2 separate regions of the Mus musculus genome follow, and region 1 is linked to region 2. The links are chromatin contacts, called in public capture Hi-C maps. All regions are on one chromosome and are shown on one strand. Each heading gives the region's core, a stretch centred on a gene start, on an enhancer-like site or on the middle of the called end of the contact. The rest is flanking DNA. Distances are from core to core; before and after follow the strand shown. Region 1 has its middle 150 kb from the start of Gm36667. Region 2 has its middle 44 kb from the start of Gm40340.

Region 1 (6,464 bases), core at 1,102-3,601, 260 kb before region 2:
CCCAGTGAGGGGCTGGGGGCATGACTCAGTGATAGAGCCCCTGCCTAGAATCCCCCAGTGAGGGGCTGAGGATGTGGCTCAGTGGTAGAGCCCCTGCCTAAAATTCCCCAGTGAGGGGCTGGGGTTGTGGTTCAGTGGTAGAACATTTTTCCAGAATGTGATACTTGGATCACTATGGTGTCCCATCTTCTGTAAATCATATTGTAAGACTAGAAGTCAAGAAGTAGCATTCTTGCTTAAGAAAGAACAAATTAAGGTTCAAAAGAATAATAAATACAATTGATGGCATGCTCAGTATCAGTCAGCACATGGAATGCAGCTACATAGGCTGTAGTTTAACTCTTGCAAGATCTCTGGAAGGTGAATATTGCTATCCCCATTTCACAGATAAGGAAGAAAAGAGAAAAAAACATAAATTTTTAAAACGAAAATAATGATGGGATCCATCCCATAAACAACCACCAAACCCAGACACTATTGAATATACCAACAAGATTTTGCTGGAAGGATCCTGATATAGCTGTCTCCTGTGAGGTTATGCTAGTGCCTGGCAAATACAGAAGTGGATGCTCACAGTCTATTGGATGGAACACGGGGTCCCCAATGAAGGAGCTAGAGAAAGTGCCCAAGGAGCTGAAGGGGTCTGCAGCCCTATAGGAGGAACAACAATATGAACTAACCGGTACCCCCAGAGCTCATGTCTCTAGCTGCATATGTAGTTGGCTATCATTGGGAGGAGAAGCCCTTGCTCTTGTGAAGATTCTATGTCCAAGTATAGGGGAATGCCAGGGCCAGGAAGCGGGAGTGGGTGGGTTGGGGAGCAGGGGGGAGGGTAATAAAGGGATTTTCAGAGAGGAAACTAGGAAAGGGGATAGCATTTGAAATGTAAATGAAGAAAACATCTAATAAAAAAGAAAATAATGAAATTAATCCACTGTTCCAAAAATTCTAAAATATGTCTTATTTAATCCAAATTTATATAAAGAACTTTAGTCCTTGGGGTAGAGGATCTTAAAGGGTCTGTGAGATATTTCCCTTGTGAGGCCACCATTGGGGCTTATTCTATTTCATGTGTATCAAGTCTGGCTACCTACAAAGCCCATTGTAGCTTCTTTTCCAAGGGTTACCTCCTAAATACCTTAGTGGACATAAGCAACTACACAGAATCTCAACCCCTATTGAAACCATGGTTTGTATTTGTTTCAGGATCCCCAGCTTGTATTCAGCTGGCTCTACTGATTTAGGACTGAGGTGAAGCCAAACACCACAGCATTAGGAGTGTGGACCAGAGAAGGATGCTCACCTCATGTGGACCAGGAAGCAGAGAGATACAGATTGGCTGGGGGAGGGGGAACAAATATCCCCTTCATGAGCAAGTTCTCATCAACTAGCTCCTCCTAACTATGTCCCACCTAGTAAGGTTTCCATACACTTCCACAATATTTCCTTAAACTCTGAACCCATCAATTAATGAAACCATTTGTGATGTCAGAGTCCTCATGATCAAATCACTTCTCAAAGGCCCCACCTCTCTCAGCACTGAGCATTGAGGTCTAGGTTCCTCATAACATCAAGCCAACCAGTTTCTAATATCTCTTCACCCTCCTCCATATGCCTGGTTATTTCATTGATCTTCTGCTCCTTTCCTCTAACCCTTCCACACACAACAGCTACAGAATGGGATATAACATCCCCAGTGAAGTTTCTCTTGGGCAGTAAGGGCAAGGATCATGGTGGCAAATGAGTTAAACATATAGCCTATGACTAAGAGGGATGTTGGTGATCACCTAGGGGACTGCAGAGCTCACTCCCTGGCACTAACAAAGAACTAAACCTCTGGGAAAGACAGAGTTCCATAGAGAATGCAGAAATAAACGCTTTTACCTCTTGGGAAAAGAAGGACCCTAAAGCTGAGAGTGTGTCCTTATTTCGCATTTTTATAGGGTCCTCATATCCTCTCCTTTCCCCAATGGGTCCTGTTTAGATACCCACCCCGGTGTCTTCTTCCTTGCAATATCTTCCTGGACCAAGAAGCCACCATCTCAGGGAATGTCTTAGTAGGCTCTCATTGATGTGAAGAGACATGATGATGACCAAGGCAATTATTATAAAGAACAACATTTAATTGGTGCTTGCTTACAAGTTTAGAGGTTCACTCCATTATCACTATGGCAAGAAGCATGGCAGCATCCAGGCAGGCATGACCCTAGAGGAGCTGAGAGCTCTACCTCTTGTTTTGAAGGTGAGGGATCCTAAGGACTTTTTCCAGTCCCACTCCCTCCTTACAGCTTCCCTCTCCCATCTGGGGTGAAGGGTAGGCCAAGTTCCATTCTCCACCCACAGGAACATTCTTGAGTAAAAAAGTCTCAGAACGTACTGACTGATAGTCACCTGACCCTCTGGAAAGTCCCCAGGTAGAGTTCAAATGTGTGTCACGCTTGCTAGCCAATAGAGTTAAAGGTCAATAAGTTTAGCCAATAAGTTTGAACTGTAACCTTGCTGATGTAACCTGTGCCCCTAAAAAAGTATAAAAACTGCTTATAATAGCCATTCGGGGTCGCCTTGTCATCATTCACCTCGAGGGACTGATTGAGAGTTGACCCCGACGTGCCAGAAAATAAACCTCTTGCTTTTGCATCGATCTGTGTCTCACTCAGAGTATCTCAAAGGAAGTAGCACTACTGAGGGTCAGGGTCTCACAAAGGCAGATAGGAGGAAGGTTTCAAAGTCCAGCCCCACAGTGGCACACTTCCTACAACAAGGCCACACTTACTTTAATAAGGCCACACCTCCTGATAGTGCCACTCCCTGGGCCAAACATATTCAAGCCACCACAGGGAGCCTGCGTTTGTTTTCTTTGTCTTTTCTTGCATCTAGGAAAGGTACATCACAATGCAAAGCACCTGCGCCTGCTGGTTCTGTGTGTCAAGTTGACTCCAGCTAGAGTCATCAGATGGAAAGGAGCCTCTGTGGTTAGAAATATTTAAATCCTGGCATGGGTTTCCTTCCTGCCTTTGACCATTTGTATTCCGGAATGAAAGACACATACACAGCCTTTATATTTTAATATGCCTTAAGCAGCTCAATAGCTGGACAACTGCCTAACCTCCATCCTGTTAGAATCCATTCTCCCATCAATAACTCCCAGTTACTACTTACAAATTTCTATGTTCCATCTTGGCTGCTCTTGACCCAACTGAGCAGCCCTCTGGGCCATATTCTCTTGGCCCTTTCACATGGTAGCTCGCCTTCCTTCTGCACGTTCTTCTTCTTCCATGGCAACTTTGTTCCTCCTGCTCCTTTCTCATGGTCTCTACCTGGGGAAACCTAAACCCTGCCTATCTTCTCCCCAGCTCTTGGCTGCTGGCATCTTTATTTACCAATCAGAATTAATTAAAGACTACATGCTCTAAATCTTGGAGGCCAGCACTTAGCATTAGAATACAAGCAGTGTTAGGCCAACCCACTACAAGCCTCCATTGAGAAAATGCCACCATGAGATCCAGACATCGGGCATTTTCTTAATTAGTGATCAAAGTTGGGGGGGGGGTCCAGCCCATTATGGGTGGAGCCATCCCTGGACTGGTGGTACTGGGTTCTATAAGAAAGCGGGCTGAACAACCCAGGGGAAGCAAGCCAGTAAGCAGAACCCCTCCATGGCCTCTGCATCAGCAGGTCCAGCCTTGCCTGAATGCCTGCCCTGACTTCCTCCAATGATAAGCTATAATCTAGAAATGTATGTCAATTAAACTCTTTCCCCCTCAACTTCCTTTTTGGTCATGGAGTTTCATCACAGCAATAGAAACCCTAATTGAGAAGCATTCCCTCCCCCCAATAAAAGAAACTAAATATGCAAAGGCTTGTAGACGATTGGCAGCACAGAAAATCTCAAAGGTTTTTTCTTGTGTTTGTTTGTTCCTTTGCCTTCTAACAGTTTTCATTTGGCTCTTGTGGGCATCAGAAGCCTGGGTGCATGAGACCAGTCATCTATCCCCTTCTTCTGGTTGTATCTGGTCTCTCTGACCTCCTTCTCCATGAAATCTTCAATCCCAGGAATTTCCTGATAAGGTGCTTGTGTTTCACCTGTCGGCATTTTACCTCTGAAAGCTCCCACTTGGTCAGAGTGCCCATGGCAGCCTGCTCAAGCCCAGGAACCTCGTATCTGGGCCAACCCTTGTTCTTCTGTAATGCCGTGGATGGAATCAAGTATATATGAGGCAAGGGCTCTCTCTACCGCTGAGCCATACTCATAGCCCCTCAGTGTAGGGTTCTAGGCAAGCATTCTACCATAACCTCATCCCTGTCCTCCTCACTATGGACCAAGAGAGCTATACAGCCCCAGTCACCCACTGGAGGACTCTAACTAAGTGCTCTATCATAGCCTCATAGGTAAGAGAGCTACACTTCCCCAGTCTCTCACTGGGGGGGGGGGGTGTTCTGGTAAGTTCTCTACTGCTGAGCCACACCCCCAGCCAGACCTTCATGAGAATACAGTAAATATCAAACCATGCCAAAATATCTGGGGCCTCAGTTTACTCACTAGTTGTAAAAGATAAACTTCATTCATCCCATATATTTCACAATCACTCCAAATCTAGACGATACCACAGAAATGAAGAAGCAATTCCTATTAATTCATTTAGTTCTGGATAAGCGGTCCAACAGAGGTTCATTCTGGGGTGAAGCACCCCCACCCCCCCAGGGAGGGATGTTTTCTGAATTCTCCTTGCCTTTGCTAACCTCATCCAAACAACTTCTCTTGCTTATGTGAGAGAAAACCCAATGTTTCATTTAGCAAATTAACCTCAGACAATTGAAATGATTCCTTCCTAGCCGTGGGGAGGCTGCCTGGGTTATGCCCAAGTACTGTTCGGCTGGGGAGGCCAAGAGTCAATCTGTCTGAAAAGCAATCTGGATTTATCTAAAAAAAGAGATTTATCCCTCAGAAAGCAGAAGGCGGTGTAAGGACTCAGCGAGAGCCCACAGATCAACCCTCTCTTACCCTCTGAACCACCAGCCTGCGCTCTGTCACTCAGAGTTCAGCGGGGCCAACGCCTACTCCAAACAAAACAATAATCATCTCAGACGCAGTCAAACAGATGAGGTGGAGGGGAGGCATTCACCAGCCCTGTAATGGGCAATTGCCTGTGTTCACAAGACATCCAGGCCTTGTCTCTGCACTGATCGGAATATGCTACATTAACTCCGGCCTCCAAGTAAGATTGCTACTCAGACGTGAAGTGATTGTTCTTTTAACAACATGTGACAAGGGGGAAATGCTCGGTATTAATACTGACACATTCAAATCCATCCTAATGTGTATTACGAGCGATTTCCCTAAGCAATGTGGCAAGTCTTGAAGGTGAGATCGTCTCTCCCCCGCTACTCCCAGTCTGAAGCCAAATTTAATCGATGTTACAAATTAACGCTCCGATGCTGGAAGAGTAATCGATGCTTTCCTGCACGGAGGGGCTCTGTACACTTCCAATTATATTTATTATGCTGACTAAATGAAAGGAGAATGTGCCTGAAAGGGAGTGTTTGCAGGGAGGAAGGGGCTATTCTGGTTTCTACAACTGCTCTTTATAGCTTGGTCCTGCAGCCTCGCCATCTGACTAGATATTCTATTTTCTGAAAGAGACATGCCAGGTGCAAAATTCTGATACCATTTATAGCCTTATCCAGATTAGGGGATGTGATTCATATACATCCAGGAGGCACAAACTCATCTCCTAGTACATATGGTTTCAAGAAGGCTTATAGCAAATGAGATGTGGTGGTACCTGCCTGGAATTCCAGCCCTCAGAGGCTGAGACAGGAGGATGGTGAATTTAAGGTCATGTGTACATAAAGAGTTTAACAAAGCCAGCTGTGCTACATCACAAAAGCTGGTGTCCAACACGTACACATACACAAAGGAAACAGGAGGGAAGGAAGAGACAGGAAGGAGGAAACGGAAGAGGTGAAGAGAAAACTGAGTGGCGATTAGAGGAAGAGGAGGAAAGGAAAGAAGACGGAGAACATGAATGCAGTGGAAGAAATCAAAAGAAAGAGGGAGAATCAAGGAGGAAGAAGGAGAAGGAAAAGCAGGAAGAAGATAAGAAGAGACGGGGGCTTCAAGGGCCTTTCCACGTCATCCTTGATTCAAGCATCCTAAGAGCCCTGTGAGACCAGGCTCCAAGGACCAAAGCTGGCATTGGGACCAAAGCTGGTTCATGTGGCGTTTGAGCTCTGGTGTATAATAGCCTGATTCAGTGGATCTTTGGTGAGCCTGGGAGATTTCCCTTGCCTTGAGCTCTTCACCAATATTACAGTCCAGGGACCAAGAGGTGAGGACTTGTCAACCATTTCTCCATTTGGTGGCTGGGGAGAGTAGGCCACCAAAATGGTAGGAGATTCTTCCAGGATGACACAGAATAAGAGGGTATGGATCTGTGCACCTGAACTTGACCCCGTCAGCCTCT
Region 2 (6,499 bases), core at 2,214-4,713:
TAGAGGAAGACACACAAAGTCTTGCTCTGGTCTCAACGTGAACACCACACAGTAATGTGTATATGCACCACACACATACGTACACGCACATGCACACACAAATATGAGGGGACTGGAAAGGTCTCTGGTTAAGATCACTTGTTGCTCTTCCAGAGGACTCAGGTTCAATTCCCAGGACCCACAGGGTTGCTCACAACTGCCTGTTACTCCACTTTGAGAGACTCCAATGCCCTCTTCTGGCTCCTTCAGATACCAGGTACACAAGTGGTGCACAGACCTACATACAGACGAAATGACCTTACACACTTTGTGTGGTGTGTGTATGTGTGTGTGTGTGTGTGTGTGTGTGTGTGTGTGTGTGTGTTGGAGACAGAGGTGGGACACTAGGTTTCTACTCCATCACTCTCCAAGTTATTCCCTTGAGACAGAGCCTCTTGTTGAACCTGAAGCTAGGCTGGCAGCCAACAAGTCCCAATGATTTTTCTGTCTCCACAACTGAACCTAACCCCATTATGCTGGTATTGCAAGCACATATGTGGCTATACCTACCTTTCTACATAGGTGCTGAGCGTTAGAACTCAGATCTTCATGTTTGCACAACAAATGGAGCCACCTCTCCAGCTCCTGTTTTATATTTATATTGCATTTAGTCATTCAGCTGTGTGTTTGTGTGCATATGTGTGCTATAAGGTAGGGAGCACGTGTTCAAACACATAAACCATTAAGGGACAATTTTCACATTCAAAGCACAATGAGGAAACTGAGGGTAGCAAGTAGAGGCTACCCTGGGCTTCATGGGAGCTTGAGAAGAACGAAGGTATCAGCAGTCATCCCATCTTATTCTTGAAAAGGATGCTTCTACTCTACAGGTCAGCAACTCTAGCACCTGTCTTCTCTCCCAGCTCTTGTGTATAGCTGTGTAGAAAATAGGTCAAACACCATGTTAGGAACTAGGCATGCAGCTTCAGAGCTGGGGGACCTATCATAGTTGACTTAATTTGGCTAAGCCTCAATTTTCTCCAGCTGTAAAACTTGGAGCACAAATCAAGTAGTCTCCAAGGTCCTTCTTAACTAGGTGTCTTTGTTACTATGAGTTTCTAGACACTGGCCTTAATTATTGTTCATTTTACTTTAGCCACGAATCATATCCTGTCCTTTTCCCCTGCTATAATGACATTTCCTCAGAGTAGGAACTGCTTTCACTTTCTTTCCTTCCAGGAAGGAGCAAGTGAGGCTCATAGAACTCAGGAAGTAAACAACACACAAGTCTCAATAATAAGTTCCTGAAGCTAACAAGATAACATGGCCCCTCCTAAAGCTGTTAGGGGAGGGTCTATGAGGGCTACCACTTTGTCTCACTTCTGCTCCATTCTCTCTACTTTCTGAGCTGCAGATGTGAGAGTAGCTTCCTAAACCAATGTGTTTACCTCAGGTACTTATCACTGCAGTATTGCAGTGTCCAAGTCTGTGTTCCTTTCTTCTAATGTATGAATAGAACAACATGTCTGAGGGGTATGGTTCAATGGTAAGGCACTTAACCTAAAATTCACTTATGGCCATCTGGGAATGTGGTTAAGTGGCAGAACTCCTAACTAGAATCCCGCAGTGAGGGGCTGGGGGCGTGGCTTAGCAACAGAACTCTTATCTAACATGTACAAGGTCCTAGGTTCCATCCCCAGCACTAGAACAAAAAAAGAAAAAGAAAGTAAGAAAAATGATGTAAAGGGACATAGATAGGTGTGCCCTCTTTAGAAAATGCTGTCAGCCTTAATTGTGTTTTCTTTAAAGACCCTTTAAGGAGTTGGCCCATAATGGCTGCCATATTGCCTGGGTGACCTGAACTGAGATCCTAACATAACCCCATCTAGCTGGAAGACAGAATGAGCCACTAAATCCTTTTAATTCAAAGGAGGATGTGATAGAGATAAATTGCTAAAGAAGGATGAATATGGATCCGAGGGAATTGAGAAGCACAGATTTGACAGATGTATGGAGATGTGATGTGGGGAAGGAGTTTTGGCTAGCTCTTGGTACTGCAATGGATGCCGTCGAGAGGGTCAGCACTGAAAGACACCAAGGCAGACATTTGAAATTCCCTGTCTGGGCTTATGCCTGTTGTTGAGACATGTCATTATGTAGGCCATGGTGGCCTAGAATGGTGAACATCCTCCTGCCTCCGCTTCCCAACCTACAGGGATTATAAGGCATGTAGCACCACAAACAGGGAGTCCTGTTGTTTGTCATTATTATTATTGTTTTCTTTTCATGTGTATGTGGGGTGTGCATGCATGTTCATATATATGTGTAAGCTTGTGTGTGTGTGTGTGTGTGTGTGTGTGTGTGTGTGTGGCCCAAGACTGATATGTGAAATATTCCCCAATCCTTTCTCTTATTCTTCTTGAGGCCTAATCTCTCAGCTAAACCCAGAGCTCACTGATAGAGCTGGTTTCCTCTCTAGCCAGTTTGCTCCCTGGCTCCTCCATCTCTAAATTCAGAGGCTGGGTTTACAGGCAAGCCGCCACACCCACCTGCCACACCCACCTGTCATTCCATGGGTCCTTAGGATCCAACCTCTGGTCCTCCAGCTTGCACGACAAGCATTGTAACCACTGTGCCATCACCCCAACCCCCATCACTAATTTTTTTTTTTAATTTGTAAAATGTACTTAGTTATCTATGAGTCAGGGTCTCAGAAACTCCAGACTGGCCTTGAACTGCGGGAGTAGTGGAGGATGACCTTGAACTTCTGAACCTCCTACTGCCACCTCCCAAGTGCTCTGTTTGTGCTGTGCTGGAGATGAAACCTAGGGCTTCCAGCGTAGTCAACAAACCCTGTACCAAATAAGCAAGATCCTTAATGCCATTGTTTCCTGAGGTAGGGCATGGGGGGAGGGGAGGGTGCTGACTCTCAGGACCGAAACTCATTGACAGAGCACTTACCTAACACACAGGAGGTCCTGGGTTCAATTCTCAACAAAGGGAAAGGTTCAATTTCCTCACCACCACCACCCCCAAATCCAAAATTTATTTATCTATCTAATCAATTAGGCATTGGTTCAACAACTATTTCTAAGGCATCTGACACTTGTCGGGTATTCTGAAAAACCAACACAAACGAAGAAGAAATGTTCCTGGCCTTCACGGGTAGAGGAGCCACGATTTAAATTAGTGGCCCAAAGTGGTTACTAAAAAGAAACTGCAGGGCAATCTCACACAGTCAGCACGGGGCTCCCAGCTGCATTCATCTCTAGAAAACCACCCCCCAACGGAGTGCCAGAGTGGCTCCAAACCCCACCCCTGGGCTAACTGAGCCCCTGGCTGTCCCTAAGAAAGGGCACCCTGCAGTTTGCTTTCTCCTGCCTCCGCTTGCCCCTTGCTCCTCTGGCCTGGCCTCCGGGAGTTAAGATCCCCCCCCTGCCTCCAGCTCCTGCTTCCCTACCACTCAGGGGTTAATGCTTTTGAAAGCTCCCTGCAGGGTTCGGAGTGCAGCTGTTGCTGCCATTTGGACATTTTCTTTCTCCAAAAGCCTCAGCTGCCTTTTGGAAACAACCACAGTGCCATCTACTGGTCAAAGCTGCGTATTGTACCGCGATGCCTTAAGCTTTCTGAAGGCTATCTGGAGGCAGTTGTTGGCTGCCTGAGGTGTGACCTCACTACCTACATGTGCAGTAGGAGTTGTGGAGCGAGGTCCTAATTCCCACGTGGGATTTCTAGGATCCCTGAGCAGGTAATCAAGAACCTGGACTCTGAGAGGAAAAAGGAATGAACTGCTTGGGGCCTAGGATGTGAGGCCTCACCCTCTGATAAGGATCCAAAGGGCTGACATGAAAGATCCTGCCTGGGCTGCGGTGGATCTCTAGGCCGAAGTGGAGGTCTAGACTGGGTGGAGCACTAGGCTGGGGGTGGGGCTCTAGGCTAAGGGCGGAGTTCTGGAATGGGTGGGAGGAGCTCTCTGAATTGGGAGTGGAGCACAAGGCTGGGGGTTTAGCTCTGGGATTGGGTGGAGCTCTGAGGTAGAGGTGGAGCTCTGGGATTGGGTGGAGCTCTGGGATTGGGTGGAGCTCTGGGATTGGGTTTAGCTCTGGGATTGGGTGGAGCTCTGGGATTGGGTGGAGCTCTGAGGTAGAGGTTGAACTCTGGATGGGTGGAGCTCTGGACAGAGGTGGAACTCTGAATAAAGGGTGGAGCACTGGGCTGCAAATGGAGCTCTGAGTGGGAGCTCTGAACTGGGGGTAGAGCACTAGGCTGGAGGTGGGCTCTGAACTGGGGGTGGAGCTCTGTGCTGGGCTTGTGACTTTGGGCTGAGATGGAGCTTAGTGGGTTAGAGTCTTTGACTCAAAGGCCTGTGAGCCCATCCTCACACTGCAAAATTGAAAGAAAGAAAGAAAGAAAGAAAGAAAGAAAGAAAGAAAGAAAGAAAGAAAGAAAGGAAGGAAGGAAGGAAGGAAGGAAGGAAGGAAGAAAGAAAGAAAGAAAGAAAGAAAGAAAGAAAGAAAGAAAGAAAGAGAGAGAGAAAGAGAGAAAGAAAGAAGAAAGAAAGAAGGGAGGGAGGGAGGGAGGGAGGGAAGGAGAGAGAGAAAGAAAGAAAGAAAGAAAGAAAGAAAGAAAGAAAGAGAAAAGAAAAGAAAAAAGAAAAGAAAAGAAAAAGGAAAAGAAAAGAAAGAGAGAGAAATGAGCCAAGCAGACAGGGGGTCAAGCCACAGGATCACGCGGAGACACAATTTAAGTGGTCCTGACAAAAAAAAAAAGGTGAGGGTGAGACCAGGTGGCAGCTCTTCAGATGGTGATCTGTGGCCATGGCGCTGACATCCTGACTGTGGTGCGCTGAGCAAAAGGAGCTACTAAGAAGGCCTCTGAGACTCTCAGACAGAGGCACCACAAGGTTCAACCTCTTACTAAAGGAATGAGGACCGCTGCAGAAAGAGCAGGTTTAGAGATGAAGAGTTAGAAAGTTAGTTGAGTTGAGGTGTTGAGGTGTTAAACTGCAATAGAGGAGCTAGGGAGACAACAACAAAAGAAGAAGAAGAAGAAAGAAAATTGGGCTTTAGGAATGCGCATGCTTGAGAGGTAGGGATGGATGCAACCCCAGGGCCCATTGACCAGCCAGCCAAGCCTACTTGGAGGTTTCCAAGCCAATAAGAGACCTGTCTCAAAAAACAAGGTAGATTAGCACCTGAGTTTGGCCTCTGGCCTCCACATGCACAGAGGCACACTTGTGAGCATGTGCATACATGCATGTACACACACACACACAAATCTGCAACCACTGGCACCTTAACTCTTCTGTGCCTATGGGATTAGACCACCACCACCCCATTCAGACCTAGACAAGGAATACACAGGTCCAAAACTTCTCAGAGAGAGGATTGCAACAGCTGAGTGAACCAGCTACCCCTGCAAGGGCTACAGTTCTAATGGGGATGCTGTGAGACCTCAGCAGACTCAAGGGTAGCAGGAGAGGAAGCTGGGAGAGTGTTTGCATGACTCTTCCTGAGGAGAAGTGCAGGGGAGGAGCTGATGGGAGCAGGGATGGCCTAAGGAAAACTACATCACCAGTGTAGCTACAACACCCAGCAATGCTAGGACTACAGTAGTAATACTAGAGGCTGAGGGAATTTGGGACTATAGCTGGACAGAAGGACTAAGTTCTGGGGTTCAAGGCCTCAGAGACACGACTGTAATAAGCCATGATGGACTTTAAAAAGAGCAAGAAGATAGGAGTTCAAAGGCTCCGGTAATACAGACCAGGAAGTGAGGCATGATGGTGCACACTTATAATCCCAGTCCTTGAGGGGCTGTGGCAGGAGCATCAGGAGTTCAAGGCCAGCCTGAGCTACATGGCAAGTATGAGGCCAACCTGGGCTATATGAGATCCTGGGGGATGGGGGGTGGGGAAAGGGCAGAATAGCAAATTTTCAAAAGAGGGAGATGGAAGAGTGAAGGAAAGAGAAGAAAGAGACAGTAAAAGAAAGGGAGGGGGCTAGGTGCATTGGAAGCCTGGGACAGAAGGACCGTGAGTTTGAGGCTAGCCTGTGCTTCACAGGGAGACCCTGTCTCATAACCAAGGGGACTGTTGGGGTGGCTCAGTGAGCAAAGCACTCACCCGCCATAAAACCATGAGAACTGGAGTTTGGACCCCCCAGCTCCCTTGTGAATATCAGATGGGTGTAGCATATTCTCGGTGCAGAAGAGGTGGAGATAGGATGCCTGGGGCAAAGTGGCTAACTAAACTAGCTAAATCTGTGAGCTTTAGATCCAAGTGGGAAAGCTTGCCTTAATAGACCAAGTGGAGTACAATTGAGAAAAACCTAATGTCAACCTCGGGCACATGTGCACATGTGCACACACACACACACACACACACATACATACATGGGTGGGAGCAGTAAGGAGAGAGACAGAGAAAGAGGGAGGGGAGAAAGCTGGGTGTATGAGTTCAAATAAAACACTATACTCTGCTAATAAATCCAATCCTTACATGCTAATCAAAGAAAATAAA

What was found. Capture Hi-C pulls out chosen DNA fragments and counts their contacts.
Region 1: a capture Hi-C map of embryonic stem cells shows a contact between it and region 2, with 2.4 times the contacts expected there. The contact joins two enhancer-like sites. A contact is called at or near these places in 2 of 115 datasets of contacts at active chromatin or transcription factors (both in embryonic stem cells) and 1 of 9 other capture datasets (embryonic stem cells).

Annotation. Positions count from the first base shown.
Region 1 is chr5:133,741,485-133,747,948 of GRCm38.p6, forward strand. No RefSeq gene overlaps it. Among named protein-coding and RNA genes, the nearest start is that of Gm36667, 150 kb to the left of the region's middle. Within about 2 kb of position 2,352, at least 2 of the 459 cell types and tissues checked have an H3K27ac peak or open chromatin away from gene starts, as enhancers often do. A contact at or near this core is called in embryonic stem cells, where this site is marked.
Region 2 is chr5:134,003,393-134,009,891 of GRCm38.p6, forward strand. No RefSeq gene overlaps it. Among named protein-coding and RNA genes, the nearest start is that of Gm40340, 44 kb to the right of the region's middle. Within about 2 kb of position 3,464, at least 73 of the 459 cell types and tissues checked have an H3K27ac peak or open chromatin away from gene starts, as enhancers often do. A contact at or near this core is called in embryonic stem cells, where this site is marked.